Linked DNA regions of Sus scrofa: all the other regions are linked to region 1. A link is a contact called in public Hi-C, HiChIP or PLAC-seq and promoter capture Hi-C data. All regions are on one chromosome and are shown on one strand. The core of a region is the stretch at or near the end of the contact, and the rest is flanking DNA. Distances in the headings are between cores, read along the strand shown.

Region 1 (8,000 bases), core at 2,944-5,443:
AGGCCGGCAGCGGTAGCTCCAATTCAACCCCTAGCCTGGGAACTTCTATATGCTGCAGGTGCAGCCCTAAAAAGGAAAAAAAAGTTATGGAGGGAAACTCTCACTTTCTCCCTCAGTTCACCTGCATGGAACTTTCATATAAACAAGAAATAACCTTGTTGTATTAAGTCACTGAGATCTGGATAGCCTTTGTTGTATCAGCTAGCACCACCTATCCTGACTAATACGCTACATTAGCCATGACACACTGGGGAAATACTCATCCGTTCAGCATTGACTAAGCAGCTGCTGCCAGTAAAAACTGTCAGGTGCTGTTTACAACTGGGGGAAGGAGGATTCACCTGTTGGACCATGAGCTTCTCAAATTCCTCCACAATCTCAGGCAAGCTGAGCCACTTGATTCCTGGTAAAAGCGCAAGGACTCGGCTGCCCATCTTCATCAGCAGCAGGTCCATCTGTACCTGGGCGAGCAGGCCAGGGTGCAACACCTGCCAAAAAGAGGACAAGTGAGACAGAGGAGGGATCAATCAGGAGGGCACATTGGCCTTGGTGCCACTCATCAGAGAGTCAGCCAGCTTCTCATCAGAGCAAATTCGAGGCAGTCCCAACAGCCAAGATGCTGCTGCCTTCCACATCCCTTGGTACCTTTCCTGGGGAGATGGGAAGGCAGCTCCTTTGCACGGTACTCAGCTTTGCTGGGAAGAAGAGGTGGGCTCTTCCTTCCAATTTATCAAGTTTCGATCAGTGGCTCCCAAAACATCAGTGAGTATAGAAGTCACCATGGGTGGCTTGGCAAAAATGTGGATTCCCAGGCCTCCTCAAAGACCTACTGAATCAGACTGGCTGGGAGTGTGCCTGGGAACCTGCATTTTACTGAATGCATTTGGAGTAGTCCAAAATCTACCAAGTGCTGCTCTAGAGTCACAAAACTCCAGAGGCAGATAGAAAGAGCCCTAGTTTCATACACCAGGTCTGCAACTTATTTCCAGTATGAAACTGGACAAGCTGTTCAACCTCTCTTGCCTCCTGTTCCACCATGTAAAACATGCAGATTAGTTCCTGTTGCAGTGCAGTGAAAATGAATCCAACCAGTATCCATGAGGATGCAGGTTAGATCCCTGGCCTCGCTCCGTGGGTCAGGGATCTGGCATTGCCGTGAGCTGTGTTGTAGGCCACAGATGAGGCTCGGATCGCGCATTGCTGTGGCTGTGGTATAGGCTGGCAGCTGTAGTTCCTATTCAACTCCTAGCCTGGGAACCTCCATATGCCATGAGTACGGCCCTAAAAACCAAAAAAAAAATAAAACAACAAAAAAACATGTAGGCAATAGCCTCTACCTCCACCTCAAATACTTTTAGGAACAAAGCGGAGTATAAATAAAGATAAAAAAAAATGCCTATCTCGGGTATCTATTAAAGATTAAAGAATGTCTCTGACATGACTGGCGTGTTTCCTGCTACACAGGGAACCTTCGAGATGTTTTGGACCAGGGTTTCCCAAAAGTGCTTGATCATGAAAAAGACTTGCATCACTTATAAAAAGCCAGGCCCAGTCTCTTCCCTTGGAAAGTTTGGTTCACTAGGTCTGAAGAGAGGCACCCTTGGGAAGGTTTTTTCCAAGTGGGTAAGACAGCACTGGGGTATTTGCTACCAGTCTCCTGGAGGTATTTGCTACATTCCCCGGGGGGGGTCTGTCTGCCACTTCTCCTGGGGACATGCTGAACGGAGAAAGAAAACTGGGGCGAGGAGAGATGCCAGAGCCCAGGCGAGGGTTACCGGAAATGAAGAGAAAGATCCGCTGCTGTAACTACGAGCACGGCACACCTACCCTCGTCGGCCTCCAGTTTAGCCCCAGCCCAGAACAGGAGGTCAGCTGGATGGTGGGTCCTCCACCCGCAGAGGCAGTGAACTTCAAACCCTCTTCCAGACCAGTTGCACCTCCCCTCCCTCAAGCCAAGAAATCAGACAGCGTGCAAGTCACCGGTACTCAGGTAGTGATCAAGCTAAAAGAAATCAGTGGAGGAGTTCCCGTCCTGGCTCAGTGGTTGACGCATCTGACTAGGAACCATGAGGTTGTGGGTTCAATCCCTGGCCTTGCTCAGGGGGTTGGGGATCTGGCATTGCCATAAGCTGTGGTGTAGGTCGCAGATGCGGCTCAGATCTGGCGTTGCTGTGGCTCTGGTGTAGGCCGGTGGCTGTAGCTCCGATTAGACCCCTAGCCTGGGAACCTCCATGCGCCGCGTGTGCAGCCCTAAGAAAAAAGACAAAAAAAAAAAAAAAAGGAAAGAAAAGAAATCAGTGGAACGCAATGCAGGGTGATGTTCCTGATCTGGGCAGCTCGGTGGAGGGATGAGATTTCAGAGGTGGGAAAGGGCCTGGCTGCAAACATCACAACACTCACCTTCACTGCGACCGGGATGAGGTGATCTGGTTCTGGTTTGCGGACGGGCCCCGAAGCCTGAAACAAGACTGCACTGGATCCAACCAGATCGGCTTTAGGGAGGAGCAGTTTCTCTAGAAATGAGTGGTCCGCAAGACTTCCTGGAGGCCCCCAGGCCTTCCCCTGGGGTCCAAGGCGCTCTCTCAGCCTCCCGACCACCCCAGCTTCCGAAGAAGGCTGCAGGCTAGAGGCCGAGGCCAGTCTCTGGATGCTGTCGTTTTCCAGGAAGGCAGGGTTGGCACGAGCTTTGTACACTTGGGCCACACAGCCTGAACCCACGGGTTCCAGCTTCTCAAAGCACAGGACCCTCCCCCAGTCCTCTCCAAAGGCCTGCCGTAGGAAGTGTTCAGTGTGAGTCCAAGGATGAGGAGGCACCCGGACATGCAGCTTGGAGAACTGGGCGCAGAAAGCCTCTGAGAAGAGATCCCGCCGGGTGCTGGCCCACTGGCCCAGTTTGATGTACGTTGGGCCAGAGGTCTCGGTGGCTTTCAGAAGCAGGTAGAGCCAGAGACTGGAGACACTGGGAGCCAGGTAGGTGAAGGGGTAGAGTAGAAGGAGGGGGAAGAATTTCACCAGGAGGGCCCCCGCCCTGAGCCAGATCCGCAGGTGCAGAAGGAGACCGTCCAGCCGTCCCTCTGGGGGGACTGTCCCCAGGGGCCCATGTGCAGCCAGGACACTCCGGCGGGCCCTCTGCCGACACAAGCTCTCAGGGGCCCCCTCCCCACCAGTGTCTTCAGAGACAGAGACGAGTTTGGGCAAAGTGCCAAGCAGAAGCCAACAGAGTCTAGCCCTGCAAGAGTACCCAGCGGGTCTCAGAAGGCCGAGTTCCCTTCTGAGCTCAAAACCCCTTAGGTGCGACAAGCAGACCCTGACAGAGAAGCGCCAGGGCGTCACCATCCTCTTCCAGAAGTCCGCAGCCTAGGCTGCCTACCCTCCGCTTTAAGAAGCAGCCATCGCAAGGCTGACTGAGTCCAGGGCGCCGGCTGAGTATTCCACTGAAAAGTGGGGCAGCTGTGAGATGGGCGACGCTCAGACCTCAGCTTCGTCGTGCAGCCTAAGGCCGGTCCTGATCCCGGTCGTGCCCTGCAGGGCCACACCGCCCCCAGGGCCCGCAGCCCTGCCCCGCCTCCGCCTCAGGAGGGGCCCGCCCATCCGTCCCGGCTCCTCCCGGGTACCTCGCCTGGGCCGGAGGCCTGAAGGCTTGAGCCCCGGAGGGGGCCAGCCAGGCCCAGGCCGGGGACGTGACCTGCGCGAGGCGGCCGCGCGGGCGGAGACAGAGCCGGGCGGCCGCAGGGTCACCGCGCACGCGGGCGGGCGAGAGGTCGCGGGGGTGCCCGGGCACCCGCTTGGGGGCCAGAGCGCAGAGTAGAGATGGGGGGAGGCGGCGGTGCCGAGAGCCTGGGCTCCGGGCGAGGACGGGCGGGAAAGAGCGAGGCGTTGAGAGCTGGGGCGGCAGTGGGGGACAGTGCGGCTGGCCGAGGACCCGGGCACCGAGGACGGCGTTGGGAGGAGCTGGAGTTGAGGCTGGGGCTGCAGGGAGCCGAGGACCGGTGGGCAGTGGGGGGGTCTGGACGCCAAGGGCGTGGAAGGAGAACGGAGGGTCAGGGCGCGGCGGGCGAGGGATCGGGTCTCGGAGGGCCGGGGACCCCGACGCCGTGGGCGGGGGATCCGGGCGGCTAAGGCGAGGGATCCGGGCGCCGAGGGCGAGGGAACCCGACGGCGAGGCGGGGGTCGGGCGCGCGGGGCCGGGAATCCCGGCTCAGAGGCCGCGCGGCCTGCGTCTTCCGGGACCGCCCCTTAAAGGGGACGCGGCGCAGACTCCGGCGGAGGCTCCCCAAGCTAAAATTCACTTCCAACGCCAATGCGCCCCCGACACCCCCTCTTTGTCCCCTGTGCGCCGGGCTCTCCAGCTATCTTAGGCTTTCCCTACAAAGAGCGCGGAAACGGTGGAGGAGTTGAAAGCCCTTTCCCGAACAATGGTCCCACAGACCACGGTGGGAGGGGTGGGGGTGTTGTCCTTGAAAGGCCCGGAGTCCCAGGCTGCACCTATTTGGGGAATGTGTTTGCACCTTGGGGAGTGGCTCCGTAAAGAATGTTCGCTCATTCAACCAATACTAATTAAGCCCAGTAAGTATTTCTTTCTTTCTTTTTTGAGGGGGGCGGAGGGAGGCGCACCTGCAGCTTCTGGCAGATCCCAGACTAGAGATCCAATTGGAGCTAACAGCCGCCGGCCTACACCACAGCCACAGCAACTTGGGATCAGAGCCCATCTGCGACCTACACCACAGCTCACAGCAATACCAGACCCTTAACCCACTGAGTAAAGCCAGGGATCGAACCCGCATCGTTATGGATCCTAGTCGGGTTCATTTCTGCTGAGCCACAACAGGAACTCCAAGGCCAGTAAGTAGTTCTTAAACTCAGCCTAGTATTTATGGAGGCTCAATAATATGTACACTGTAGGGACCTGGGGACACACATCCTGACTTAACAGATTCTTCACTGATAAAAGAAATGAAGAACGGGGAGAACCCATAGGACGGAGGCTGCTTGGGAGAGGAAGGGAGGGCCATGGGGGTGGGAGGGTGTCCAGCCCCAGAAAGAATTACGACCCCAAATGGGAATGAGTTTGGTGTGAGGTTTTTAGGGAGTTTATTTAACCTTGGATTACCAAAGGAAGGTCAGATAACTCCAAAGAGCCAGGAGGAGCAGAACAGAGCTGGGAAATCAGCCAACACTGTCAGGGATGGCCCAGTGTTCTGTTCTGCTCTTGGGGGTTTATGAGGCTGCCTGCAATGGGGTACCACAGTCACTTCTACCTATACAACCCTTTATCTCCACATGGGTGCCAAGCTTCCATAAAAATCTGCCAGGGGGTGGGGGGGTCTGTGGGCCTCACAAATGGAAGGGCCCAAGGGACAGAAATAAGGACACTGCCCGCATGTGCTGCTTGAAGTCTATCTGCCACTCACAGCCCAAGGAATGCTAGAACATGCAGGGACCTGGGCTGCCCATACAGCTAGGAATGGCTACTCCTGCACTGTTAACTAATAATCCATTCCCAGGAGTTCCCACTGTGGCACAGTGGGATTGACCATTGTCTTGGGAGCACTGTGATGCAGGTTCGATCCCTGGTGAGGCACAGTGGGTTAAGGATGGGGCGTTGCCACACCTGCGGCTTACGTGGAAACTGTGCCTTGGATCTGATCCCTGGCCTGGGAACTCCATATGCCACAGGACAGCCAAAATAATAATCCATTCCCATTTCCGTAAGATGCTGCAGACGCCTTCGAAGTTCCCAAGGTCATACCTACCACCACCAGTTTCAAATAGGGCAGGCCATTCATTAAGCCTTGGCACCTTTCTCTCATTTATTTACTTACTCTGTCCCAAAGGTGTAGAATATTCTTGTGTGCCTCTGAGTCACCAAGGGCCTTATTGAGGACCTAATTTGAAACCAGAAGCCCTGAGTTCTAGCCCCCTCGTTAAGAGGTAACCACCTGACCTCAGGCGAGTCTCTCTGGGCCTCTGTTTCTCCTTAAGCAACTTGGGGTGAGGAGTCTAACTACAGCTACATGCATTCTCTAGACTTACATTTATGATTCTGGCAATTAGTATCTTTAACAGTAATTAAGAACAAAATGCTGGGGAGTTCCCATTGTGGCACAGCAGAAATGAATGAACCATGAGGTTGAGGGTTCAATCCCTGGCCTCAATCAGTGAGTAAAGGATCCAGCGGTGCCATGAGCTGTGGTATAGGTCACAGACGCAGTTCAGATCTGATGTGGCTGTGGTGTAGGCCGGCAGCTATAGCTCTAATTTGACCCCTAGCCTGGGAACCTCCATATGCTGCAGGTATGGCCCTAAAAAGACAAAAAAAAAAATAAAATTCTGAGAGAATGGGAGTTCCTGTTGTGGCTCAGTGGTAATGAACACAACTAGTATCCATGAGGACACAGGCTAGATTCCTGGCCTTGCTCAGTGGGCATTGCCATGAGCTGTAGTATAGGTCATAGATTTCGCTCAGAGCTGGTGTGGCTGGGGCGTAGGCCAGCGGCTACAGTTCCAAGCCGACCCCTAGACTGGGAACTTAACATATGCCACAGGTGTGGCCCTAAAAAGACAAAAAAAATTGTGAGGGAAGTCTGAGCTGCCAAGAAGTTGGGATTCTTCTCGAGTTGAGTATAAAACTTCCACCCTGCTCTAGGGCTCCTTCCTTCCTTTTTGAGGTTCTAAGCAGAGGCTCTGCCCTGTTGCAGGCCCACAGGACTTCCTACTTACACAACCCCAAAGGCTCCTAGGCTTGAGGAAGTGAGGGTTCCATCTGTTTGTGGAACTTTATCTCAGTAACCGAGTGCACGGTGGCGATTCCAGAGCATCACCCATAGCCAATGTAATGGAAAATTCTAACGCTTTTTTCAACATGACTCTTTTCAACATGAACTTCAGGACTATATTAGAAAGCAGAGAGCCAGAGGTTTGCTTTATTTGGTTTTATTTATTTTCATTTTTGGCCACCCCATGGCCTATGGAGTTCCCGGGCCAGCGATCAGATCCAAGCAGCAGTCACAACCTAAGCCACAGCTGTGGCAACACCGGATCTTTAAACCACTGTGCCGGGTGGGGATCGAACTTGCGTCCCAGAACTCCCAAGACACCACCGATCCCATTAAGCCACAGCAGAAACTCCCCAGAGGTTTGCTTTAGAAAGGTAGCAGAAGACTGCATGCACCCAGACATCTACGGCGGGGACAGAGATTCCCCTTCAGGGGGCCCCCCAACTTTCCCAGGTCCTACCAAAAGCGGAGAGCAATGGAAAGCCACTTACTGCCATTGTCCAATATTCACCACTTCAGACGAAGACTGGGACCTGTAAACCACCATCAGAAAGAACCCGACCATTTTTTCCATAACTTGTTGGCTTCCAAGCCCACCTATGCAAGGAATGATCACGCCCCCGCCATCTCCTCCCCCACAGCACAACCCAAAGAAGATGCTGACTGCCTCTCAGGACCGCAACGGCATCCATCAGGCAAGATGGCAGCTGGAAGGTTCAGGGAGGAGGGAGGAGGTGGACACAGAGAGAAGCAGCAGGTCGAATGGAAGCAGCCTCCAGTCCTTTGCAACCTGGCTTGTTAGTCTCTGCCACTAGAGGGCGCTGTAGGAACAGCATAAACTGGAGCGGGAAGGCCTTGCTTCCTTTTCCGAGGTTTACCAGTTTTCTGTGGCATCACGTTGGTGCCTTTGTGTATGTGATTGAGCTGCAGCCCATGCCCTCTGAGGTAGTTCTTTTTTTTTTTTTTTTTTTTTAATCTGTCTTGTATTTTCTAGGGCCGCACCCGCGGCATATGGAGGTTCCCAGGCTAGGGGTCAAATCGGAGCTGTAACTGCCAGCCTATGCCAGAGCCACAGCAACTCAGGAACTGGGCCACATCTGCAACCTACACCACAACCCAAGGCAATGCCAGATCCTTAACCCACTGAGCAAGGCCAGAGATCGAACCCGCAACCTCATGGTTCCTAGTCGGATTCGTTTCCGCTGAGCCACTCCTGAGGTAGTT
Region 2 (8,000 bases), core at 3,638-6,137, 220 kb before region 1:
CAGGTATACTTATTGCTATTCCTAGGCACTTTTTTTCAGTGGGCAGAGCTAAGAATCTATGAACCTATATCTACCGCTACATCTATCTATATATGGTTTCCTCTTGTTTCTTGCCAAAAGGTAGCATGCTGTATACACTCTACTGCACCTTGCAATAAAAGCAAACTGAAAGTTTAACATCCCAAATTACAAAATTCGCAAAGCATATTGCAAAGAACTCTATATCTTATTAACACACCCCAGGGTAGTGTAAGCAAGATGTTATAAGATGAAATAACATACTGATATAAACACCCTTTGGAAAATGTTAGAACTGTAATATCTAACAAATTTCCCAAATTTAAAGACAAGGTCTTCCTTCAAGAATTAAAGTCTGGGAGTTCCCGTCATGGCACAGTGGAAACGAATCTGACTAGGAACCATGAAGTTTCAGGTTTGATCCTTGGCCTTGCTCAGTCGCTTAAGGATCTGGCATTGCCGTGAGCTGTGGTGTAGGTCGCAGACGCGGCTCGGATCTGGCGTTGTTGTGGCTCTGGCATAGGCTGGCAGCTGTAGCTTCGATTAGACCCCTAGCCTGGGAACTTCCATATGCCTTGGGTGCGCCCCCCCCCCCAAAAAGCAATAACAACAACAAAAAAGAGTTAAAGTCTGCTGGAGTTCCTGTTGTGGCTCAGCAGAAATGAATTTGACTAGGAACCATGAGGTTGTGGGTTTGATTCCTGGCCTCACTCAGTGGGTTAAGGATCTGGCACTACAGTGAGCTGTGGTATAGTGTAGGTCTCAGAGGTGGCTTGGATCTGGCATTGCTGTGCCTGTGGTGTAGGCCAGTAGCTGTAGCTCTGATTGGATCCCTAGCCTGGGAACCTCCATATGCCAAGTGTGTGGCCCTAAAAAAGCAAAAACAAACAAACAAAAAAGAACTGAAGTCTGCACAACATGAGTTCAGTAGAAGAGATGTCCAATGCTGAAAATTTAGACTTGATATAATAGCATTTTTATTTAAGAAAAACAAAGGTTTTCTTTCTGTTGAGTGTAAGTTTCATATGTATCACTAATGGGTGGGGTTGCTGGTATAATTTTGGATTGTATTAACAAAAGCATGGTGCCTAGGTTATTGCAATCAGAGATTCTATTTTTTGTTGGCTGGACTAAACCAGGTGCGGTGTTTAACTCACTGGACCACATTTTAAGAGGAACAATGAAAAGAGTACACAGAAAGAAGAGATAATGCTTTGAGAGAACTCCCTTCAAATATTTGAAAGCAGTTACACAGAAGAAGAAACAGACTCATCTTGGGTTCACCTATAAGGCAAAACTCAGACCAGAATATAGATGCCATAATGAGGAGGATTTCAATTCAACTTTAGAAAAAAAAATAGAGTTGAATGTACAGTTTTAGTGAGATCTCCATCACAAAAGTATCTGGATAGAGTCTAGAATTCCACAGAGGAAATTACAAGTATCTTGCAGAGGGAAGTTTGTGCTGAATGAACTCTATGATTCTAGTCACACCTAAATAGCTTCTGAGAGTAGCCTTCTATTAAAAAATGCAGGCTGTATTATTCATAAAGATGACCATATTTGTAAAGAAAGTATTGAACTGTGTGATCATATATACAGCACTGAATATGGCTGGAGCTACAGAAGCTTCCTAGAAGCTACTTACCTGTTTCCAGGAGCTGACCACGTTAATGTGGGCACGTCTGGCTGATGGGTGGGACTATCCCGTATCCATGAGAATGCAGGATTCGAGAGAGAAACACCAGTCGTAAGTAAATTCACCTCCAGGGAAGAGAGGGTCAGACACATCAGCAAGGCCTCTTAACAGTGTCCCAGTCATCAACTGGAGCAGTGATCTGAGTTGTGCTCCTCAGTTACATTTGTTTTCCAGTTTCCTGTGAACACATGCATGTCTTAGGGGAAAAGTGGAATTGTGAGCAAAAGCAAAAAGAACTATGCTGACTAAAACATCTGTAAGACGTTAGAATGAAAGATAATACTGCTTTGATGCCCATATGGCACACTCTAACACAAAAGGGAGGTGTTATTTCTGTTTCGGCTCAATGCAAACTGGCTTGGTTCATTGCAGGCTCCAAGAACACAGCGCCACTGTTTTGTGTAAAGGGTTTCAGCAAATCGACACTGTCTATGGCAGCACTGGGATTTGGGGAGAAATGCCCAAGAGGAGAGAATTAAGCTGCATCCAACAGCCAAGGACCTGCATTTATTTTTGCAGGCAGTGGGGGCCTCAGAAGCTAAAGAAAGAAGGGCTTCTGTATTACCATATTGAGACATTCTTGGTGATTCTCAGCAATAAAAAGGGGAGCATCTGAGTGTAGCAACCCCTGAAAAGATGAGAGTAAGTAGGCATTTCTACAGAGTAGTAGTTCATGATTCTGAACATGACCCTTCTGTAAATGAAATGTCTGTAATTCTCTGACACTGTCTCCCCCTGTTCATGAACTTGGGCTGGACTTCGTGACTTCCCAGGATCCCATAAAATGCTGCGGAAGTGAAGTGGTGTGACTTTGGAGGCTAGGTCATGCAATAGACCTTTCACCTTGCTTACCGGAACCCTCAGCTGCCTTGTCATAAGCCCGACTACCCAGAGGTAGCCATGCTACGAGGAACCTCATGCCACATGAAGAGAATATAGTTAGGTATTCTGGTTGACTGCCCTTGCTGCAGACCCAGCTTCAACCACCAGACATCGGGGAAAATAAGCCTGTAAATGATTCCAGTCCCCCACCATTGAGACACCTCCAGGTATTTCAGTCTTCCCAGCTGAGGTCCCAAATATCATGCAGCAGAAATAAGCCATCTTTGCTATGCCTTGTCTGAATTCTGACCAAGAGAGTAACTTTACATTTTGTAAAGGGTAAAACTACAATGTGTGAGGCTTATGATGATACAGATAGGTAGGCTGGATGGACATTATCACTTCCCTTGTTTTATAGACTGAAATAACAACAAACAAGGATTAGTGCTTACCAGGCTTGAGATTATATAACCAAGATGTGGCATGCTGACACTAAAATCCTGATCTTTGGACTCCAAAGTTTATGCTTTCTCTATATTTTCCCTTCTGGATCCTCTGGGACTTTAGAACGGCCTAGGGAAATCAAATAAGATATATCCAGAATTTGAAGTTGAGGTTAGAAAATGTTGAATGAAAACTAACAAGAATCAATATTAAATGGATGAGATCAACCATGCTGTGGAGAAAAAAAAAAATCACATAAAGTATGATCTACATAGATTGTGGCTGATAAAGAAAATGCTAATTTAAAATGGGATGAATGGGGAAAAAAAACTTAGGTGTTTTAATGTTAGGAAGACGTGTTACAATGATGTAATATTTCTGGGGGCTTTTTTTTTTTTTTTTTTTTTTTTTAAATAGGGCCACAAGTGCAGCATATGGAAGTTTCCAAGCTAGGGGTCAAATCCAAGTTGCAGCTGCTGGCCTACGCCACAGCCTAAGCAACACAGGATACAAACCACTGTTCATGGCAACACCGAATCCTTAACCCACTGAGCGAAGTCAGGGATGGAACCCAAGTCCTCATGGATAATAGTCGGGTTCATTACCACTGAGCCACCTGGGAACTCCTGTCAAGCCACGTTTTGATTTAAATTCAGTGCCTCAAGGAGACTTCTACTTGGAAGGGAAAGTACAACAAAGCTAACAAAGGCTCCTTCGATAGTTTATATCTTGGATTTTTAAATGTAGATTTTTAAACATTAATATTCTGTTTAATCGAATAACCTCTCACAAAACTCCTTATCTCAGCTCCTGAGCTCATCCATACACAGACAGTCTGTTTCAGAAGTCAGTAGGACAGATTTCTATCTCTTGAATCATGGTGAATACAAGAGGGAAGTCACTGGTGACTTCTCCCCATGGGAAGTGCACTTAAAGCTTCTCATGACTTGATGTTGAGGTTGCTTGGTGATTAACTGCACATCATCAGGAGTTCGCAGTAACTTCCACTGTTTCTATTTCTCTCTTTTTTTCCTCCTGCATATTTCCCTTTCCTTTCAAATAAATGCATTTTTAAAAATAAATTGGGTTTCTTTAACAAATTCCATTCTGTAATTGGGCCTCTCAAAGGTAATTTAACTCTCTCTTGTCTTCAGGCATGTTTTGCATAGAGAATGCTTTGCCTTATTTTCTGTTCACGAACTGCAGGAAAGTACTTAAATATTTTGAATGATTTTCATGATCAAAGTCTGGATGCCTCTGAAATTTAGAAGGCTCCGAGCCTTGTGCAGGCCCTAGCACATGGAAAGTGCTCCGTTGACATCTGTTAAATGTATGAATCTGGTAAACAAAAAATACACTAAAACAACCTTTTCCTAAACAAAAAAACAAACTTCGACTTAGACTCACTTTAACAGGCCAAATCCTTTAATGTGTCAGGTTCCTCTGCCTAAAAGATACAAGCATCATTCTGATAACGTGGCCTTTCCTAAGTATATTTCTATCAAATTCTGCTTGGCCGTTTCAACCTTGGGGTTTCAAGTCCTATTATCATGACAAAGATACAGTCGCCGTAATAGAAATAATACAAGTCGCATAGGCTTCCCGTCTTCCTCTCTCTAGGATTTCAACTTCTCCTAAAACACGGCCCTCCTCTTCTAGTAAATCCTACAGAACAGAACAGGTTTAGGACGGAGAAGGGAATTAATCGGAGCCATGGCAACGGCGGAGCAGAGAAAACGTGGGAGCAGGAGGGTGGGCTGACTGGAACGCACCCTCCCGGGCAACGGCGCGAGGGCGCTCCTAGCATCACGTCACGTACCCCGCGTGACGTCACGACCGTGACACGCGGGTGACGCCGTTGCCGCGGCGACTTCCAGTCGTCTCCGCCCCCTGCCCCCGCCCCCTGCCTGGCGTCCTTCCCCCAATCCCCTCAGGCTCGGTTGCGCCGGGGGCCGCAGGCCGGTTCCCGAGGTGGCCCAGGCGTCCACCCGCCGCCGGCGCCGCCCGGGCCGTCCCTCCCCGCCGCCCCCCGCCCTCCGCCTCCGCCTCCCCCCGCCCTCCGCCTCCCTGCCCCCTCCCCGCCCAGCAGCGGTCGCTTGGGCCCGGCTCTCGGTTATAAGATGGCGGCGCTGAGCGGCGGCGGCGGCGGCGGCGGCGCGGAGCAGGGCCAAGCTCTGTTCAACGGGGACATGGAGCCCGAGGCCGGCGCCGCGGCCTCTTCGGCTGCGGACCCTGCCATTCCCGAGGAGGTGAGTGCCGGCGCCCCCTGCACCCCTCCCGACTCGGGGCTCGCCCGGCTGGTGTTTATTTGGGGGAAAGAGGTGGCGGCGGGGGCTACGGTGCCCTCAGCCACCTTCTCCTCCGGGCTCTGCGGGGTGGGAGACGGGCATTCCCCTCCTGTCCCTCTCCGTCACGCGGCTCCTCGCTACGTAAACACACACAATGGCCCGGGGGGTTTCCCTGGCCCGCTCTTGGGGCCGGAGGGATTCGGGCAGCGGTGGTTGAGCAGGAGGCCATCAGTAGGGGGCGAGACTCAGGGCTGGTCCGAGAAGGTCACGGCTGGCTGAAGGTAGCCAGCCTCGCATCGCCTCGATGTTTTCGTTTTAGGGGTGGGGGGCGGGGGAGGCTGGTGGCGGCCTCCAGGTGCAAGATGTAGGTTAGTAGCCGGGGCCCGGCCCCTAGCCCGAGTTCATGCCGTGTGTAATTATTACCTGGTCATGGTGATGATGGGGCTCATCATTCCCTCTGCTCTCCATGACTGTCTCCCTTTTCAGGCCGCTGCTCTCCCTTCCACTTCTCTACTTGGTGGTGGTGGTGGTGGTGGAGGCGGGGGAGGGGGGGTTTCTCTTCACCTGTTTTAACCAGCGGATGGTTTTGATTTAGTCTTTACTTTTTCTACCGTAAATGCCACTGTTTCCGTTCTTTTTTCCACCCCGGTCTTGTTCCCCGGTTCCTAATGTTTGTCAGTGCTCTGTCGCCGACTGGTAACCCCCATCCCATTCCCATCTGCCACCCGGCTCCTTTGCCAGTAGTTGGACTGGCCTGCCTTCTAACCTCAGCTTCTACTTAAGACCATTTTTGCACTTCTCTTACCCTGGTCCTCTTGAGGCCTTCCACGTCTTCCCACTGCTCCCTAACTTGTTATCTATTGTTACCGTCACAAATCCTTCTGGACGCTTTGGAGCTACTTACTTTCTGAATCCTGAAGCTGTCAAGATTCCATCAGGTTTCACTTGCAGTCCTGCCACTTTTTAGTCTTCCATTTGTGCATTCGCACGTCTTTGTGTCTTCCTACCTGTTTTATACGTTTGAATTCTTGCTGTTGTCCTCCTTTTTGTCCCCCCCCTTTTTTTTGCTTTTTCCTCTTTAGCCCTTGCTTCTCTCAGCCTGCTTTTGCATTATTCACCTCTTATCACCTTGTCAAATTACTTGGTTTACATTTTGGTTTTTATTACCAAAAATTTATTACATTTGTGTTGGTATTGTATTACATAAAATAATACCCTTTATTATACTTCACAAATAATGAGATAATACATGGTATAATAACTGTACTTTACAGTTATTGATTAGATAATGACTTACTCTGTTGACTTTGCTCAAAGTTCTTTCCTTCCTACTACAGTATCTATATTTTGTTTCCCAATTCTTATAATGTCTCATTCCTTTCTCTTTCCGTGCAGTTCTTTTTCCTGCTTCATCACCTTTACTGTGGAAATTCAGTGTGCTTGCCCTGTTCATTATCACTTTGTTCGCAATATTTGTTTTTCATCCTTTTATACCGCCTTCATGATGCTCTGTACCATCATTTGATCTCACCTAAATTTCTTATGTTTTTTTTTTTTTTGACACCACTATCCACTTACTTTGCTGTTTGCATATCTCAATTCAGTTTCCTCTAATATCTGCTCAGATCAGTTTCCTCTAATATCTGTTCATTTCCCCCAACTTCTTGGATTGTAAGGATAGCGCTCTTCTTTTCTTCTTTATTTTGTTTTCCTTGTCCCCAGTTGCCATTCATTCTGCCTTGTTTCCTGGCTTTTGGTACTTAACTTGCTGAAGCTTCCTCTTGTCTTCCCCACACCTCCACATTCCTTCTTATTTATAAACAGCTTTGTTCCGTTGACATGGAAATTTATTTTTAGGATACATTGTTTTTAATGGGTAAATACTAGGGGGTCACATCTGCTGTCTATTTTTTCCATGAATCGGATATGCCTTTGTCTTACTGGCACAGGTGCCTCTAGGCTGGCTTTACTTTGGTGCCATGTGTGGTTTTGTTGAATGTATGTAGAAGAAGGGGTAAATTAAAGGGTATGGGTTATGAAATTGTAATTCTCTGATTATAACATTGTTTTCATTGAGAAATTTGTTTCAGAGTTATTAGAACAGTTTGCAGTGATGTAGAGAAGGCTTTTGTTAAGTACACTGTCTGCTATCTAATTTGAAAGGGCCAGATTGAGCTCTACCCCCAATAGAGTCTGATTCAGTAGGTGAGACCTAGGGCCGTCGATTTCGGTATTTGGCACACTTCCTGGGCAGTTCTCATGTGTCAATGCTTGAGAACCTCTAGGCTAGATGAATTCGAATTTAAATTGGCAATATTATAAAGCATATTAGTATCTCTTGAAACCATAAGGATACTCTTAACTAATTTCAGTTAGACGTGTTTCCCACTGCTGCCTCCGTTCAGGTTTTTATGGTTAGTGATGAATAGTAGTTTTTCCTCCATGTTTTCTTATAGGAACTTATAATAAATATATTTGACAGGGGGGAGGGGAGTAAAAGATTAAAAATGAATCTGTTTTGAATATAGATAGTCGATGTTATGTATGGTAAATTCCTCCAAGAAGTAATTTTAAATTTGAAGTTGGTATTTGTTAATTCAATGGAAACTGAAATATACTGTGATCTTTTAATTGAACTGTCTTCTGCATTTGTACTAAAGAGATATCATTGTCAAGTACATGGAAAGAAATGAAAAAATGTGCTTGTGTAAAATGACACATTTCAGTCT
Region 3 (8,000 bases), core at 2,521-5,020, 160 kb after region 1:
CATGGCTTATGGAAGTTCCCAGGCTAAGGGTCGAATCAGAGCTGTAGCTGTGGGATCCGAACCTTGTCTGCAACCTACACCACAGCTCATAGCAATGCTGGATCCTTGACCCACTGAATGGGGCCAGGGATTGAACCCGCATCCTCATAGATATTAGTTGGATTCATTTCCTCTGTGTCACAACGGCAACTCCCAAAGAATTGTTTTAAACCACCCTTATTCTTAACATAAGAAAGTTTAAGTATTTCCTTTCCCACTCTCATGTTTTAAAAACAGAATTTATTGGAGTTCCTTTCGTGGCGCAGTGGTTAACGAATCCGACGAGGAACCATGAGGTTGCGGGTTCTATCCCTGGCTTTGCTCAGTGGGTTAAGGATACAGCATTGCCGTGAGCTGTGGTGTAGGTCATAGATGCAGCCTGGATCCTGCATGGCTGTGGCTTTGGCTTAGGCTGGCAGCTACAGCTCTGATTAGACCCCTAGCCTGGGAACCTCCATATGCCACGAGAGCGGCCCAAGAAATGGCAAAAAGACAAAAAATAATTAAGTAAATAAATAAAAACAGTATTTATTACTTGACTGTGTTCAAAGGGAGATAGGGGGTTCCTGCAATGGCCCAGCAGATCAAGATTCCGACTGCAGTGGCTCAAGTCTCTGTGGCGCAGTAAGTTAATGGAGTCACTTGTGTTAAGGCCCTGGTCACCAAACCAATTGCAGTCTAATCCCACCCCAAGAAAGCAACCAGGACTTATCAGGGTCAGCACTAAGTGAGGTGCTCTGACCCTTCCATTCCCCTTCAAACAATGCATGCCTTGAGAATCATTTCCTTTTTCTGGTCTCTTTTAGCCTTTGAAAACCTTTCCCGGAGTTCTCGTCATGGCGCAGTGGTTAATGAATCCAATCCAACAAGGAATCATGAAGTTGCGGGTTTGATCCCTGGTCTCGCTCAGTGGGTTAAGGATCCAGTGTTGCCGTGAGCTGTGGTGTAGGTCGCAGACACGGCTTGGATCTGGCGTTGCTGTGGCTGTGGTGTAGGCCAGCAGCTCCAGCTACGATTGGACCCCTAGCCTGGGAACCTCCATATGCCTCGGGAGCGGCCCTAGAAAAGGCAAAAAGACAAAAGACAAAAAAAAAGAAAGAAAGAAAGAAAGAAAACCTTTCCTTTTCCACTGCTCAGTGGAACTTCTTTCTCATGCCAGATGGGATGCGGCTCAATCCGTAAATCAATTCAATAAAGCCAATTAGATCTTAAAATGCACTCGGTTGACATTTTGTTATTTTATAACAACAGATAAACCTTAACAGAGAGAGACCACCAGGAACACACCTGTAGTCCAGCAAAGATGTGCTAATTTACTGCAGCCCGAGAGGCCGCACAGGAGAGGGGGAGTAGCAGAGGCTGGAGCTCTTTTTGGGTAACGGTACCAGCATAGAGACCAGGTCTGGGTTGGGTGCTGTCAGGAGGTGGGGCACTTTAGGAACTGGATGTCTCAGAAGTCTTCTTTGGAAGCTCAGGGAGAGGAAAGAAGTGGGGCCGGGCGGTCATTAGTAAAAAAGAGGTGTAATTACTCAAAAGGGGGATTGTTAGTCCTTTTGCAGCCATGGTGTGACCTTGGGAGAAACAGTGTTTTCTGTTGGCTTTGCCACTGTCCTCATTTGTGTCTGTTGAGTACACTGTGGTCTGATTATCGGTGGGAGGATTTTCACTTTCTCAAAGTAGAGAGACACTTTTTTATTTTATTTTTTTGTCTTTTTAGGGCCTTATGCACAGCAGATGGAAATTTTCAGGGTAGGGGTCGAATCAGAGCTGTAGCTGCTGGCCTACACCACAGCCACTGCATCGCCGGATCCTTGACCCACTGAGGGAGGCCAGGGATCCAGCCCCCATCCTCATGGATGCTAGTCGAGTTCATTACTGCAGAGCCACAAAGGGAACTCCTCAAAGCACAGAGACTCTTGAAAAGCAAATTTAAGGGCTTATGAAAAACTGCTCAGGATTTAATACTGCAGCATCTGAGTAGATGGTGGGCATTAACAGGGAAGTAGGGGTAAATATGTTTTAATTGTCCTTGTTTTATTTTTTTATATTTTTTAGGTCTGCCCCCGTGGTATATGGAAGTTCCCAGGCTAGGGGTCAAATCCGAGCTTCAGCTGTTGGCCTACACCACAGCCACAGCAATGCCAGATCCAAACTGCATAGTGTCTGCAAACTACACCACAGCTCATGTTATTCCTGGATCTTTAACCCACTAAGTGAGGCCAGGGACTGAACCCGGGTCCATTGCTAGTTGAGTTCATTAAGCACTGAGCCACAGCGGGAATTCCTATTTTTCCTTGTTTTAGAAATAACTCTTAGAAGCTGGGATGTGTCAGACAGCTTTTGTTCTTGTCTATTAAGTTAAAACTGCAGTGTGAAGCACCATTCTAAGGGTTTTACATGGACTCTCATTTAATTTTCACAACCATCTCTGGGTAGGTACAGCTATTCTTATTTTAATATTGTTGAAACCGAGCAGGACTCTGTGGGGCTCCTGGGCAGAAAAGCCTTTCAGTGTCCCTCACTTCTTGTTTTTAGAAAATAGGTCTGATTCAGCCTCCAGGACCTTCCCTGAATCCCTGAAGGGCAGGTTCAAAAGTTGCTAATTAGGGAAGAGAGGGGGGGGATGCAGAGACCAGGGAGGAGCAGTCAAGAAACAATAGTGTAGCCTTGGGGCAGGGTCTTGGTTCCTCCTCCAGGAATATACATAACAATATCTTTGAGCTCTTCTGCAGAACTAAAACCCCCAATAAGTGAAAGATGTTAACTACTTGATGAAGCATTCTTGTTCCAGAAAGGAGGACCATCGGAACCAGTCCTGAGGCCACTAAACACCAGCTTAGAAGAAGAATATAAGCTTGCGTTTACACTGATCCTTATATGTAGCCTTATTTTCCACTCCCCAACTATAAAACTACCTCCAATTCTCTTCCAGACTTTAGACCTTTAACCTGCTGTGGTCTCCTTTGCCTGGCAAAGTAATAAAGATTTTTTTTCCCTATCTCCCCGCCTCCACATTTCTATTTGGCACCAGTGGACAGAGTTTCTGCAACATCACTTCTTTTACAGATGGAAAGCAGGAGCATTAAGGTAAGTTGGCTTGCTCCAAAACACGTTGCTGGGTCTGGGCAGAAGCCTAGAAGTGACAGACAGCTGACTCCACAGACTTTGCTTAGCCATCTTGCTATTCTCTTGGATTTAAGGGATAACACTTTTTATGTGTGTGCCCCAGGCAAGTGGACGTTCCTGGGCCAGGGATCAAACCCTATCCACAGCAGCAACCTGGGCAGTGCAGTGACAACGATAGATCCTTAACCTGCTGGATGACGAGGGAACTCCACGGAGAGAACATTATTAACAACTTTGGTTGAAAGGAGAAGACGTGTTCAGTCCCGCCAGGCGCTATGTTCAGTGACTGCGATACATACCTACCACATAGCAACCCTATGTGGTAGGACCTACTCATCCCCATTTGATATAAGGAACCTGAAGCCGGGAGAAAATTGGTATCTAGCCCAAGTTCACAGTGTAGAGCCTGGAAAGTCTGGATTCAAACCCAGAACCCCAGTCCCACTCCCCCCCTCCACTGCATCAGGCACCCTGGGGGAAGTGTTCTGGGTCAGAGCCCTGCAAAGTGAGGACTTTGGTTCCCTAGACTTGAAGCCTGGGGGCAGTAGTGGGTAGCTGAGGGGAGGGGCAGCCTGGGGAAGCCCGCCCCAGCCCCGCCCCTCTCAGGCGGAGCTGCCTCGCCCACCAATCAGCGCGCTGGGGGGGCGTGCCCGGGGGGCTCTCCAGCTCTGGCCCGCACTTCGAGCTGCGAGAAAGCTCCGAGACGCGACGCGGGGCCGCGGGGAGCGAGCGGCCGCCTCAGTGTCCTTCCCCTCCCTACCCCTGGCCTCGCCGCCTTCTCCCCGCAGCCGGACCGGAACTATGTGATCCCGGAAGTTCCGGCGCCATTGCTGTGTGGGATAAACAGTAATGGCGGAGGCTGCAGCTCCCGGAACAACAGCCACAACACCCGGAGCAGGAGCGGCAGCAGCGGCGGTGGCAGCGGCCTCCCCCACCCCTATCCCCGCAGTCACCTCCCCGTCCCCGGGGGCGGGGGGCGGGGGAGGCGGCAGCGACAGCGGCGGCGGCGGCTGGACTAAACAGGTCACCTGCAGGTGAGACGCAGCGCTGCCGGGCGCGGGGAGGGGGCCGAGACTGCGGAGGAAGGGGCGGGCGGAGGTGGGAGGGGAGCCGGCGTTTCGCAGCCGCTACTGCGGTGCCGGCGTTGCTCTCGCCGCGGCTGCCGGCGTTGCTGTCGCCGCCGCCGCCGCCGCCGCGGCCTCGCTGCCCGCGCTGCGTCAACCCCCGCAGGGCGCCGCGGCCGGGGCGCGCGCGGCGTCGCTGCGGGTCCCCGCACCGCCCGCCGCCTCCCCGCGCTCGGCGGAGCGGCGCGCACAGGCAGAGGTAGGGTGACTCCTCCCTCCTTTTTATTGTCGCCGGATCCGCCGCTCCCTATCCCCAGCTTGCAGGTTCGGGAAGGGGCTTGGCGGTGTCGCTTGGAGCCCGCCTCCCCGCAACCTTGCGAGGCCGGGGAAAGTCGCCGCGTGTCCCGGCTAGGTGGCCTTGCTGCCGGCTCCGCCGCCGTGTCATCCGTTTCTAACGTCTTTCTCGGGTGCCCTCGCCCCCCACCCCCTGGAGCGGTAGCTTTTGTTATTTCTTCTTTGTATGTTTATTGAGGTTGGTGGTTCTGATCTTTGTCTCAGAACCGAGTGCCGGGCCGTGTCCTCTCCTCCGCTTTAGGATTTACGTGCTGCCATTCCCGTCCCCCGGGAAAGGGTTTTTTTCTTTTGAAATCCACGCATCTTCTTAAGGGAGCCTAGGGAGCTCGTCCCTCCCCAAGGAGAGAGATTTGGTTGGGATGTCAGATGACAATATTTGAAAAAACAAAGTGATTAGAGGAGGAGGGCTGTACGGATATGTGTAAACATGTAAACAGTTATGGAGCTGTACGTACAAAATTAGGGCATTTAATTGGATGTCGTAGTTGGATTTTTAAAAATGCGATCGGTAGCGACTGGAAGCTTTGTTTTTTCTACTGGTTGAAAGGAAATCTTTGAAACGCCAGTTTTCACCTAGATGCGGTAATTGATGTCCAAATACTTCGTATACAGAACTTACAGTCCTGGTATTAGCGAGAGTGAAGCGTTCCCAATGCTTAATATGATACGTTTAAGGCGTGAAGGAAAAGATTAAGTTTATGTTCAGTACCGGGTTGGAGAAAGCATAAAAACTGTTTTCTGTATTCTGTAGCTTCTCTTATCAGATCCTAAGAATACTACATATTTTGCAGTATCCCCAAGAATGAGAATTCCTATCCGTAGAGCCATGTATTTGAGTCTGTTCTTTCTCTGCAGTGCTGCAGTTGATTTATATGTGCTAGGTGAATCTCTTAAAGGAATTAATGTATGGTTTATATTCCCGAACTTTGTAGTCATTCACCCTTGCAGTTCCAATCTCCCTTCATAGACTGAAAATAATCTTTTAATATGTGGGTTCTTTAAGAACTCCGTACAATGCCTTGATTCTTACCCCCCCATCTCCAACCTCAATATAGTTTAGCCTTGAATACCAATCCCTGACTTGACATGACCATATTTTGCTTGTCTCACTGTTAAACGGAATTTGTTGTCACTTCTACATTTTACTTTCCCCAGGCACTTTTACCTGGTCCGCTTCCCCTTTTCTAGTTGCTCACCAGTATATATCATCAGAATTCAAGACAGAGCTCACCACACACATCATTCCTCCTTGCCACCCTTTAGGGTCTTTGCGTTAATGAACTATCCTAGATCATTCCTGGACCAGTGGGAATTTCTTGCCCATGAACCAATAGACTTATGCATTTAAGGAATGTACTTAGCTGAATAATCATTTCTAAGAAGCTTTGTGTATCAGATGCAGGCTTGGATGTGCTATGTTTTTGTTTTTCATATAAAGCTGTCTCTGGCTCTTGCTTGAGACAGTTGTCCCAAAAAAGTACAGGCTAGTCTTGGGTTTTAGTATTTGACATTGCTTCCAGTTCTAAGTACTAGCACAATCTCCCATGTAAAAAAACAAAACCAAACCTTTCTCCTTTGAATAGGAGAGTACCCGATTATCTTGAATGATTTACTGTGTAAACTCTGAGATCTCTTGAGAGCAAGGGTCCTGTTTTGTTACTGTATCTGTAGGGCTTTTACTCAAGTAGTATCTGGTGTACCCAGTAAGTGCTTGAATTGATGTTGATAAATCCACACCTACAATTGCTACTTTGATTTATGCTTGCAAGATTCCTTTAGTTTTGTTCAAAAAGAAGAAAGAAAAACCCTCTTAACAGAGACAAAGGACCTGATAGAACATGTGTGCATCGTTCTGGGACTACCTCACTCAGTTATTCAGTAAATAGCCATTTTAGTGCCTGTAACAAGAAACATAGAGCTAGACGTCGAAGGAACTGCAGAGCTGCACTGTCTTATAAATTAATATTTTCATTGTGTTTGATAGCAAAATCTCCTTCGAAGAGAATTCAGGATGGAGATGCATTCTAGTTTGTGCCTTTTTCCCCTACCTCAGGATTTGACTAAGACTCTTTTCTTCAGTCTTAGAAATTGTTTGGATATTAAATTTGTTTTTGATTGCTCAGAATCATCTGTATTTTCCTGTTGGTTAGTATTTTCTAAATATTTCTCTTGAAATTTTGTTTCATTGTGTTTAATTTTCACAGCCTAAGAAGAACCTAGGTATACCTTTCCCAAAGGACTGTGTTATGCTGCCCTCATGCGGCCATTTTTGGTATCAGGAATACTGTAAAGTAGAAATGCTGTCTTGCTGCTTCTAGCCTGTGGCGGGTAAAGCAAAGTTGTAACTTGCAAGTTACTTTGAATTCAGACACTGCTTTATTAGAGTGCTTCTACAGTGGTAGACGAGAGTATGGGCAGTTGAAATAATACACAAAGAACAAGTGTTTATTTTTATTTATTTATTTTTTCAAAAACTTTAAGTGTGGTTAATAGAGCTTGAAAATGAAGGGAATTTTTCCAGAAAGTTTTTATCCAAGTGCTGTGATAATCCATAGCGAAATTTATTACTTTCAGAATTTAGGTTTTTTTGGGGGAGGGTTTTTTGGTCTTTTTCTTTCTAGGGCTGTTCTGGCAGCATATGGAGGTTCCCAGGCTAGGGGTCTAATCAGAGCTACAGCTGCCAGCCTACACCACTGCTCATGGCAACGCCGGATCCTTAACCCACTGAGCGAGGCGAGGCAGGGGATCGAACCCGAAACCTCAAACCTCATGGTTCCTAGTCGGAATCCTTTCCGCTGCGCCACGATGAAAACTCCCAATATTCTGTAATTTCTATAAATCCTCAGGCAGTGGTTATCATGCCTAGAAGTACTGAGGCTACTGTAGTTCTCCTACCCTCTCGAGCTACTGTTTGGGTTTCTCTAATGTATCTTGGCGACTTTGCTTAGGTTTCTAAGAGGTAGACAATTGAGGATTCTAATAAGTTGTGTTTGTCTATTACTGGACAATGCCCGCTTGGAGCCATAGAAACTTCTGGGCGGAAGGAACCATAGAAATCATTCACCCCAGCCTTTAACTGAAGGAAAGCTCAGCCTGGGCGTGGCATCAAGGTGAAAGTGGATGGTGCCTTTTTGGTGGTGGCATTTTATTTTCTTTTTTTAAGTGCCTAATTGGTTTTATAATAGGGAGAAGTTCTTGAGAGAGTTGCCCTTTTTCCCTTTTCTGTGACAGCTTACACTATCCGAGTCATGATCTCTTAGACCTAGAGATGGGTTGGCCTGAGGGGATTTCACAGCGAGGGTATGTGTGATTCTGGGTGTGCTAATGGTATCCCTGAGAGACAAAAGACAAGTAAAACAAACCAGAAACCCAGACCATTCATACCAAACAACCATGTAAAATAATGCTTAGTTCTTG
Region 4 (8,000 bases), core at 1,398-3,897, 140 kb after region 1:
TTCTTTTTCTCACATTATCCTCCATCCTGCTCCATCACAAGTGACTAGATACAGTTCCCAGTGCTATACAGCAGGGTCTCATTGCTTATCCACTCCAAAGTTTGCATCTACTAATCCCAAACTCCCAATCCATCCCACTCCCTCCTCCTCCCCTTTGGCAACCACAAGTCTGTTCTCCACCTCCATGAGTTTCTTTTCGGTGGAAAGGTTCATTTGTGCTGTATATTAGATTCCACATGTAAGTGATATCATAAGGTATTTGTCTTCCTCTTTCTTTTTTTTTTTTTTTTTTTTTTTTTGTCTTTTGTCTTTTGTTGTTGTTGTTGCTATTTCTTGGGCCGCTCCCGCGGCATATGGAGGTTCCCAGGCTAGGGGTCAATCGGAGCTGTAGCCACCGCCACGCAGAGCCACAGCAACGCGGGATCCGAGCCGCGTCTGCAACCTACACCACAGCTCACGGCAACGCCGGATCGTTAACCCACTGAGCGAGGCCAGGGATCGAACCCGCAACCTCATGGTTCCTAGTCGGATTCGTTAACCACTGCGCCATGACGGGAACTCCTGTCTTCCTCTTTCTGACTTCATTAGTATGAGAGTCTCTAGTTCCATCCATGTTGCTGTAAATAGCATTATTTTGTTCTTTTTTATGGCCAAATAGTATTCCATAGTGTATATATACCACATCTTCTTAATCCGTTCATCTGTCGATGTGCATTTAAGTTGTTTCCATGTCTTGGCTATTGTGAATAGCGCTGCAATGAACACATGGGTGCATGTATCTTTTTCAAGGAAAGTTTTGTCTGGATATATTTCCAAGATTGGGCTTTCTGGGTCATATGGTAGTTCTATATATATAGTTTTCTGAGGTGCCCCCCCCACTGTTTTCCATAGTGGTTGTACCACTTTACTTTCCCACCAAAGTGGGGGAGGATTCCCTTTTCTCCACACCCTCTGCAGCATTTGTTATTTGTTGCCTTGTTACTGATGGCCATTCTGACAGGCGTGAGGTGGTATCTCGTGGTAGGTCTGATTTGCATTTCTCTAATAATCACAGATGTTGAGCATTTTTTCATGTGCTCGTAGGCCATCTTCTACACTTAAATTTTTAGGGGAGTTCCTTGTGGCTCAGCTGGTTAAGGATCTGGTTGTCACTGCAGCAGCTTGAGTTGCTGTCATAGCATGGGTTCAATCCCTGACCCGGGAACTTCCACATGCCTCGGGCATGGTCAAAAATTTTTTTGAAGGAGTCATCAAACTGTTTTCCATACCACTCCACCACTTTACACACCCACCCACAATGTATGAGTGCTGCTCCCTTGCTTTCTTCAGACAGATTCCAGCTTTCCTAGCTATATCCATCACCTTCCAGCCATATCTCTCAGAAAGGACCCCGTGTTTCTCAAGGGTGATTGGCATCCCCTGCAGCAGATCACCTAAGATACTAGTTTTTTTGTTTGTTTTTTTAATGTTTGCAGGGCTGCACCCATGGCCTATGGAAGGTCCCAGGCTAGGGGTCCTGCAGCTGCGGGCCTACACCACACCCACAGCAATGCCAGATCCAAGCTGCATCTGAGACCTACACCACGGCTGGCAACGCCAGATCCTTAACCCACTGAGCAAGGCCAGGGATTGAACCCACGTCCTCATGAATATTAGTCAGGTTGTTATTGCTGAGCCACAAAGGGAACTCCTAGGATACTAGTTTGAAATGCGTATTTCTGGGATCCACCTTGAATATCCGGGGCTAAGGCTTAGAACCATTGGTTGCTTGGGAGTTCCCTAGATGTCTTCAAAAGTTCACAAGCCTCGGTTTAAATGACTCACTTCTCTAGGTGACCCATTTCCTCCCTTTTATGCAAATTCTCCCTAAATTTCACTGACAGAGTAATCTCCGGGCCAAATTTTAGAAGTAAGACTTGCATGCATGGCCTGAGTTCAACATTACATAAGAGCTTCTAAAATGCTTTAAAGAATAAAAACATTAAGGAAAGTGTGCAAGAAGCCACAGACCTGGTGAATTCAGTTTTCTCTTTAGAGTTTTTATCACTGCAGCTACCTTGCCTGACTTACCCAAGTCTGTCCTGTATTGTACCCAAGGCAGTACAGGTTAGCCCCCCCCACCAAAGTCCTGAGGAGAGATCACTGTCGGGGAAACTCGGAGAAGAGCAAGCTTGGGGGGAGCTGGACACTTGGCTCAGACTTGCGGGGGTGGGAGGTGGAGGCTGAGGGGTTGGATGTAACTGAGGGTTCCGAGCCTGACTTGGATGTTTGGGAGGGGCTGAAGCAGGCAGAGCAGGAAGTGGAGGCTCCTGGCTGAGCAAAGGTTAGGACGAAAAGCGAGAAGCAGCCAAGAGGAGCCCCATACTTGCTGGCGCCTGTTAAGGCCAATTAACTTCACTCCCTGGCTTGTCCAGCGACCACACCTCGCCCCACCCAGGTCCTGCATGGGCTTCAGCAGCCAGCCTGTAACTTCTTTCAGGCTACAATTAACAGGAGCCTGGGGCCAGCATCCATGACAACAGGCCAGAAAGGAGTCTCACTTTTGATCAACACTGGGCTCCTTACCTGCCGCTCTTACTCTCCTGCGCCTGTGGCCCTCACCCCTCCCCGCCCCGACCTTAATCCTGAGGACACAGGGTTACGTCCTGCAACCAAACCTCACAACAGGTTGTCCTTCCTACGACGGAGCTAATTCCCTTACCCCCACTGGGCGGTCGGAATGTGGGTTGAGTTGTTTTTCTGGCAATTCAAAGACCTGCCCTTCATGCTCCCTAGGCCTTTGGACAGGTGTGAAAGGGCTTATCCTACAGGGCTCTGGGTGATACCCGACCTGACAAGGCTGGAGGCTGCGGACCAAGGGTCCAGCAGAGCTGCGTGGCCTGACCAGGTGACAACTACCTTAGCAAGACGGGAGCCCCGGTGCCTTTACCTTGGGCCCCAGGCAGAGGCCCCTTTTCTCTCCTCCCTGCCCTGGTTTATCTGGCCTGGAGAAGCCCTGGGCAGGAACAGAGGTGGCACAGCATCCCTTGCCAAGCCAAGGTCAGCTGTACTAGGTGATTCAGACAGTGAGGAGTCCGTACCTTTCCAGCAGCCTGGGGTCCATGGGCTCCTCATCCCTGGTTCCACCAGCCGGGCGGACCGAAAAGCTAGTCAAACGCTGCTCTGCTTTGCATGGAGAAGGGGCAGAAGCAGAGGGATGCTGAAAGCTGCTCCTCATCTCTAGATGGGGGCGTTTGCCCTCTTGGTGGGGGTGGGCAGGTAGGATATGGACCCTGCTATGCTGAGGGGGACAGTCATTGTCCAGCACTTTCCAGCCACATCAAAATATTTCTGTTTTGGGAGTTCCCGTCGTGGTGCAGTGGTTAACGAATCCGACTAGGAACCATGAGGTTGCGGGTTCGGTTCCTGCCCTTGCTCAGTGGGTTAACGATCCGGCGTTGCCGTGAGCTGTGGTGTAGGTTGCAGATGTGGCTCGGATCCCGAGTTGCTGTGGCTCTGGCGTAGGCCAGTGGCTACAGCTCTGATTCAACCCCTAGCCTGGGAACCTCCATATGCCACGGGAACGGCCCAAGAAATAGCAAAAAGACCAAAAAAAAAAAAAAAATTTCTGTTTTGGAGTTCCCTTCATGGCTCAGTGGTTAACGAACCTGACTAGGATCCATTAGGATTCGGGTTCGAGCCCTGGCCTCAGTGGGTTAAAGATCCAGCATTGCCATGAGCTGTGGTGTAGGTCACAGATGTGGCTCAGATCTGGCATTGCTGTGGCTGTGGTGTAGACCAGTGGCTGCAGCTCTGATTCAACCCCTAAAAAGAAAAAAAAAAAAAAAAAAAAAAAAATCTGTCTAAAAACAAAAAAAACAGCAGTTCCAGTTTTGATTCAGCAGAAACGAATCTGACTAGCATCATGAGGACGAAAGTTCAATCCCTGGCCCTGCTCAGTGGGTTAAGGATCCAGTGTTGCCTTGCGTTGTGGTGTAGGTCGCGGATGTGGCTCGGATCCAGCATTGCTGTGGCTGTGGTATAGGCCAGCGGCTGCAGCTCCAATTAGACCCCTGGCCTGGGAACTTCCACATGCTGTGGGTTTGGCCCTAAAAAGAAAAGAAAATAGGGCTACAGATAAAGATCAGGGTAAATGCGAGCTTATGTTCTTCAGAGCTGGTGTTTGGTGGCCCTGGGGACTGGTTCTGGTGGTCCTCCTATTTTTTGGAATGAAAATACTTCATAACAGCTTTTATTTGTTGGGGGTTTTAGTTCTGCAGAAGAGCACAAAGATATTGTTATGTATATTCCTTGCTGAGGAACCAGGACCCTGCCCCAAATCTGCACTGTTGATTTTTTTTTTTTTTCTTTGCTTCTTAGGGCCACACCCTCAGCATAAGGAGGTTCCCAGGCTAGGGGATGAATCAGAGCTGCAGCTGCCAGCCTACACCACAGCCCCAGCAACATAAGATCCAAGCGAGTCTGAGACCTGCACCACAGGTCACAGCAACACCGGATCCATAACCCATTGAGTGAAGCCAGGGATGGAACCCACAACCTCATGGTTCCTAGTCGGATTCATTTCTGCTGCCCCACATGGAGAACTCCCTGCACTGTTGTTTCTTGACTGCTCCTTTCTGGTCCCTGCATCCCCTCCCTTCTCTGATGAGCAACCATTTGAACCTGACCTTTGGACCTCGGGGAACGTCGTGGAGGCTGAATGAGGCCTATTTCCTAAAAAACGAGAAATGGGGGACCCAGAGGCTTTTGTGCCCAAGAGCCCACAGGGTCCTGCTCAGTTTCACTGCTAAGTGGAGGTGGTAAAGTTTTACACGTTCCTCTTAAAACATTGTGTTCTCACTATTGCGGACCTGGCCAGGACATCTTGGAGATCTTCCGTGCCTTTCCCAGAGGTTGAGGAATGAATGACAAAGGAGCCTTAGCACTGGGCTTTGCTGGGCGGTTGGCCAACAGAATGTTGCTAAACCGTGGTCTCCCCTCGGCTTTCCCTGAGTCAACCCCTCCTCCGTCCTTGGGCAGGCCCAGAGCTCAGTCTTCTTCCCTTCCTTGGGCCTCTGAGATAAGCTCCCTTGGAGAATCGGGCTGTCGTGATAAGCGTTTAGGGAGTCACCCCTACAAGCAGTTTCCGTTCCAGCTGCTGACTCATGACCTGGGACCCCGAAAGTGTGGATTACAGGAGCTGAGACTGGTGGTTGGGGAGATATCATTTGGGTGGGGGCCCATCCTGAACAGCACCCCTGGATTGGCCGTCCCACGCCCCCACCTCCAGCTGTATTGTGCCTGCCCAGCCAAGCAGATTTCTGCCTCCAAATCCACCAACGTCTAAGGCAACACAACTTCCCTGGGTGCCCCCCAGAGACACTGACGCCCTTCAGGGGAGCACCGAAACCTCCCCACTTTTCATTTTTTTCCCTTTTTCAGCAGCGCCGGCAGCATATGGATGTTCCAAGTCCATGGATTGAATCCGGGCTGCATCCGAGGCCTACACTATAAGCTGCAGCAACACCAGATCCTTAACCCACTGCGGGGCCAGGGATTGAACCAGCCCTGACACAGAGACAAGCCTGATCATTAACCCACTGCAGCACAGCGGGAACTGAAACCAAGCAAGGCCCTGTGGGGCGACAGCTCCCAGCCTACACCACAGCCACAGCAATGCCGGATCCTTAACCCACTGAGCGAGGCCACATCCTCATGGATAATAGTGGGATTCCTTTCCACTGAGCCACAACTATGGAACTATGGAAAGGCTTTTTTTTTTTTTTTTTTTTTTTTGCCTTTTTCCCTTTTTCTAGGGCCCCTCCCTTGGCATATGGAGGTTCCCAGACTAGGGGTCTAATTGGAGCCATAGCCGCCGGCCACAGCAACGCAGGATCTGAGCCACATCTTCGACCTACACCACAGCTCACGGCAATGCCGGATCCTTAACCCACTGATTGAGGCCAGGGATCGAACCCACACCCTCATGGTTCCTGGTCAGATTTGTTAACCACTGAGCCACAACGGGAACTCCTGGAAAGGCATTTTTTAAAAAATTGATTTTATGGATTTCCCGGTGTGGTGCAGCAGAAACGAATCTGACTAGTAACCATAAGGTTGAGGGTTCCATCCCTGGCCTTGCTTAGTGGGTTAAGAATCTGGTGTTGCTGTGAGCTGTGGTGTAAGTCACAGACATGGATCTGATCCTGCATTGCTGTGGTGTAGGTCGCAGATGGGGATCAGATCCCGTGTTGCTGTGGCTGTGGCAGAGGGCAGTGGCTGTAGCTCCAATTCAACCTGTAGCCTGGGAACCTCTGGATGCTGTGAGTATGGCCTTAAAAAGCAAAAAGAAAAGAAAAAAAAATGTTTGATTGAAGTACAGTTGAATTACAATGTATGTTAATTTCTCCTGAACAGCAGAGTGACTTAGCTATACATGTATGTTCTTGTCCATATTCTTGTCCATGGTGGTTTGTCACAGGATATTGAATATCTGTGCCCTACAGTAGGACCCTGTTGTTTATCCATTCTATATCCAGTGGTTTGCATCCATTAATCCCAAAGTCCCAATCCATCCCTCCCCACCGCACCTTGAGATCTGTTCTCTATGTCTGTAGGTCTGTTTTTGTTTGGTAGAGAGGTTCATTTGTGTCCTATTTTAGATTCCATATGTAAGGGACAGCATGTGGTATTTGTCTTGCTCTTTCTGATTTACCTGATAATCTCTAGGTCAATCCGTGTTGCTAAAAATGGCATTATTTCATTGTTTTTTATGGCTGAATCGTATTCCATTGTATACAGGTACCATGTCTTCTTTATCCACTCCTCTGTCTGATAGACATTTAGGTCGTGTTCATGTCTTGGCTATTGTGAACAGTACTGCAATGAACACAGGGGTGAAGGTAGCTTTTCAACTTAGAGTTTTCTCTGTATAGGAGTTCCCGTCATGGCTCAGTGGTTAACGAATCCGACTAGGAACGATGAGGTTTCAGGTTCATCCCTGGCCTTGCTCAGTGGGTTAAGGATCTGGCGTTGCCGTGAACTGTGGTGTATGTTGCAGATGCAGCTCAGATCCCACATTGCCATGGCTGTGGCGTAGGCCGGCGGCTACAGCTCCAATTTGACCCCTAGCCTGGGAACCTCCATATGCTACGGGAGCAGCCCAAGAAATAGCAAAAAAAAGACCAAAAAAAAAAAAAAAAAAGTCTCTGGATAGATGCCCAGGAGAGGGATTGCTGAATTAGTAAGTTTTTTGTGGAGCCTCAATATTGTTTTCCATAGTGGCTGTACCAGTTTACCTGGGGAAGGGCATTATGGGGAAGGGCATGGCTGGTGCTTTCACCCTGTGTTGGAAAGGGAAGTTCAGGGCCCAAGACAGGAGAGAAAGTTCCTACCACCTTTGAAGATCTGCAGGGCTAAGGGTAGGGAGGACAGGATGCCTAAGGAGGATACATGCACACATGCACTTGGTTTTTTTTTTTCTTTCTCTCTCTTTTCTTTTTGCTTTTTAGGGCCGCACCCGCAGGGTATGGAGGTTCCCAGGCTAGGGGTCAAATTGGAGCTACAGCTACAGCCCAGGCCACAGCCACAGTAATGCCAGATCTGAGCCTTGTCTGCAACCTATACCGCAGCTCATGGCAACGCTGGATCCTTAACCCACTGAGCGAGGCCAGCATCGAACCCACAACCTTATGGTTGCTAGTTGGATTTGTTTCTGCTGCACCACAACAGGAACTCTGTCTCTCTTTCTTTTTAAACATTTTTGTGCGTGATTTGTTCTGAAGCTGCTTCAAAGTATCCGTGAATCACACTGTCCTCTGGTACTGGCGATAGTGATTTTCTGTGTGAAAAAAAATCAGAAAACTGGTCCCCTGCCTCAGACCATGTGTATCAGTAATTACAGATACCCAATAAAATATATCAAACCCACAACCTCATGATTCCTAGTCGGATTTGTTACCGCTGTGCCACAATGGGAACTCCGATGTGGGTTTAAAAAAGGAAACATGAGAGTTCCCACT

What was found. Promoter capture Hi-C pulls out the DNA fragments that hold promoters and counts their contacts. Hi-C and Micro-C count contacts between places; a contact is called where the count stands out from the background. HiChIP or PLAC-seq counts read pairs in DNA pulled down with a chosen protein or histone mark.
Region 2: an H3K27ac HiChIP or PLAC-seq map of alveolar macrophages shows a contact between it and region 1. The contact joins the promoter of BRAF here to the promoter of ADCK2 in region 1. A contact is called at or near these places in 1 of 5 promoter capture datasets (fetal liver) and 1 of 2 datasets of contacts at active chromatin or transcription factors (alveolar macrophages).
Region 3: a contact with region 1 is called in a promoter capture Hi-C map of fetal liver, with 4 times the contacts expected there. The contact joins the promoter of MKRN1 here to the promoter of ADCK2 in region 1. A contact is called at or near these places in 5 of 5 promoter capture datasets (fetal liver, fetal skeletal muscle, liver and 1 more), 30 of 47 Hi-C or Micro-C datasets (adipocytes, alveolar macrophages, blood and 17 more) and 2 of 2 datasets of contacts at active chromatin or transcription factors (alveolar macrophages and skeletal muscle).
Region 4: a contact with region 1 is called in a Hi-C map of omental adipose tissue, with 2.1 times the contacts expected there. The contact joins the enhancer-like site here to the promoter of ADCK2 in region 1. A contact is called at or near these places in 3 of 5 promoter capture datasets (liver and skeletal muscle), 16 of 47 Hi-C or Micro-C datasets (alveolar macrophages, embryonic fibroblasts, fetal heart ventricle and 7 more) and 2 of 2 datasets of contacts at active chromatin or transcription factors (alveolar macrophages and skeletal muscle).

What each region holds. Positions count from the first base shown.
Region 1 is chr18:9,168,816-9,176,815 of Sscrofa11.1, forward strand. ADCK2 reads right to left here and starts at 4,194. Exons shown (of 8, transcript XM_003134607.4): 1 at 2,401-4,194; 2 at 342-488. The coding sequence starts at 3,336. LOC100514807 (a long non-coding RNA gene) reads right to left here. Exons shown (of 3, transcript XR_297874.3): 3 at 6,459-8,000.
Region 2 is chr18:8,953,076-8,961,075 of Sscrofa11.1, forward strand. It overlaps BRAF (serine/threonine-protein kinase B-raf), which reads left to right and starts at 4,888. Exons shown (of 19, transcript XM_021078584.1): 1 at 4,888-5,232. The coding sequence starts at 5,104.
Region 3 is chr18:9,329,867-9,337,866 of Sscrofa11.1, forward strand. MKRN1 (E3 ubiquitin-protein ligase makorin-1) reads left to right here and starts at 3,771. Exons shown (of 8, transcript XM_003134608.4): 1 at 3,771-4,199. The coding sequence starts at 4,015.
Region 4 is chr18:9,313,759-9,321,758 of Sscrofa11.1, forward strand. No RefSeq gene overlaps it. Among named protein-coding and RNA genes, the nearest start is that of MKRN1, 16 kb to the right of the region's middle. Within about 2 kb of position 2,648, at least 8 of the 83 cell types and tissues checked have an H3K27ac peak or open chromatin away from gene starts, as enhancers often do. A contact at or near this core is called in omental adipose tissue, where this site is marked.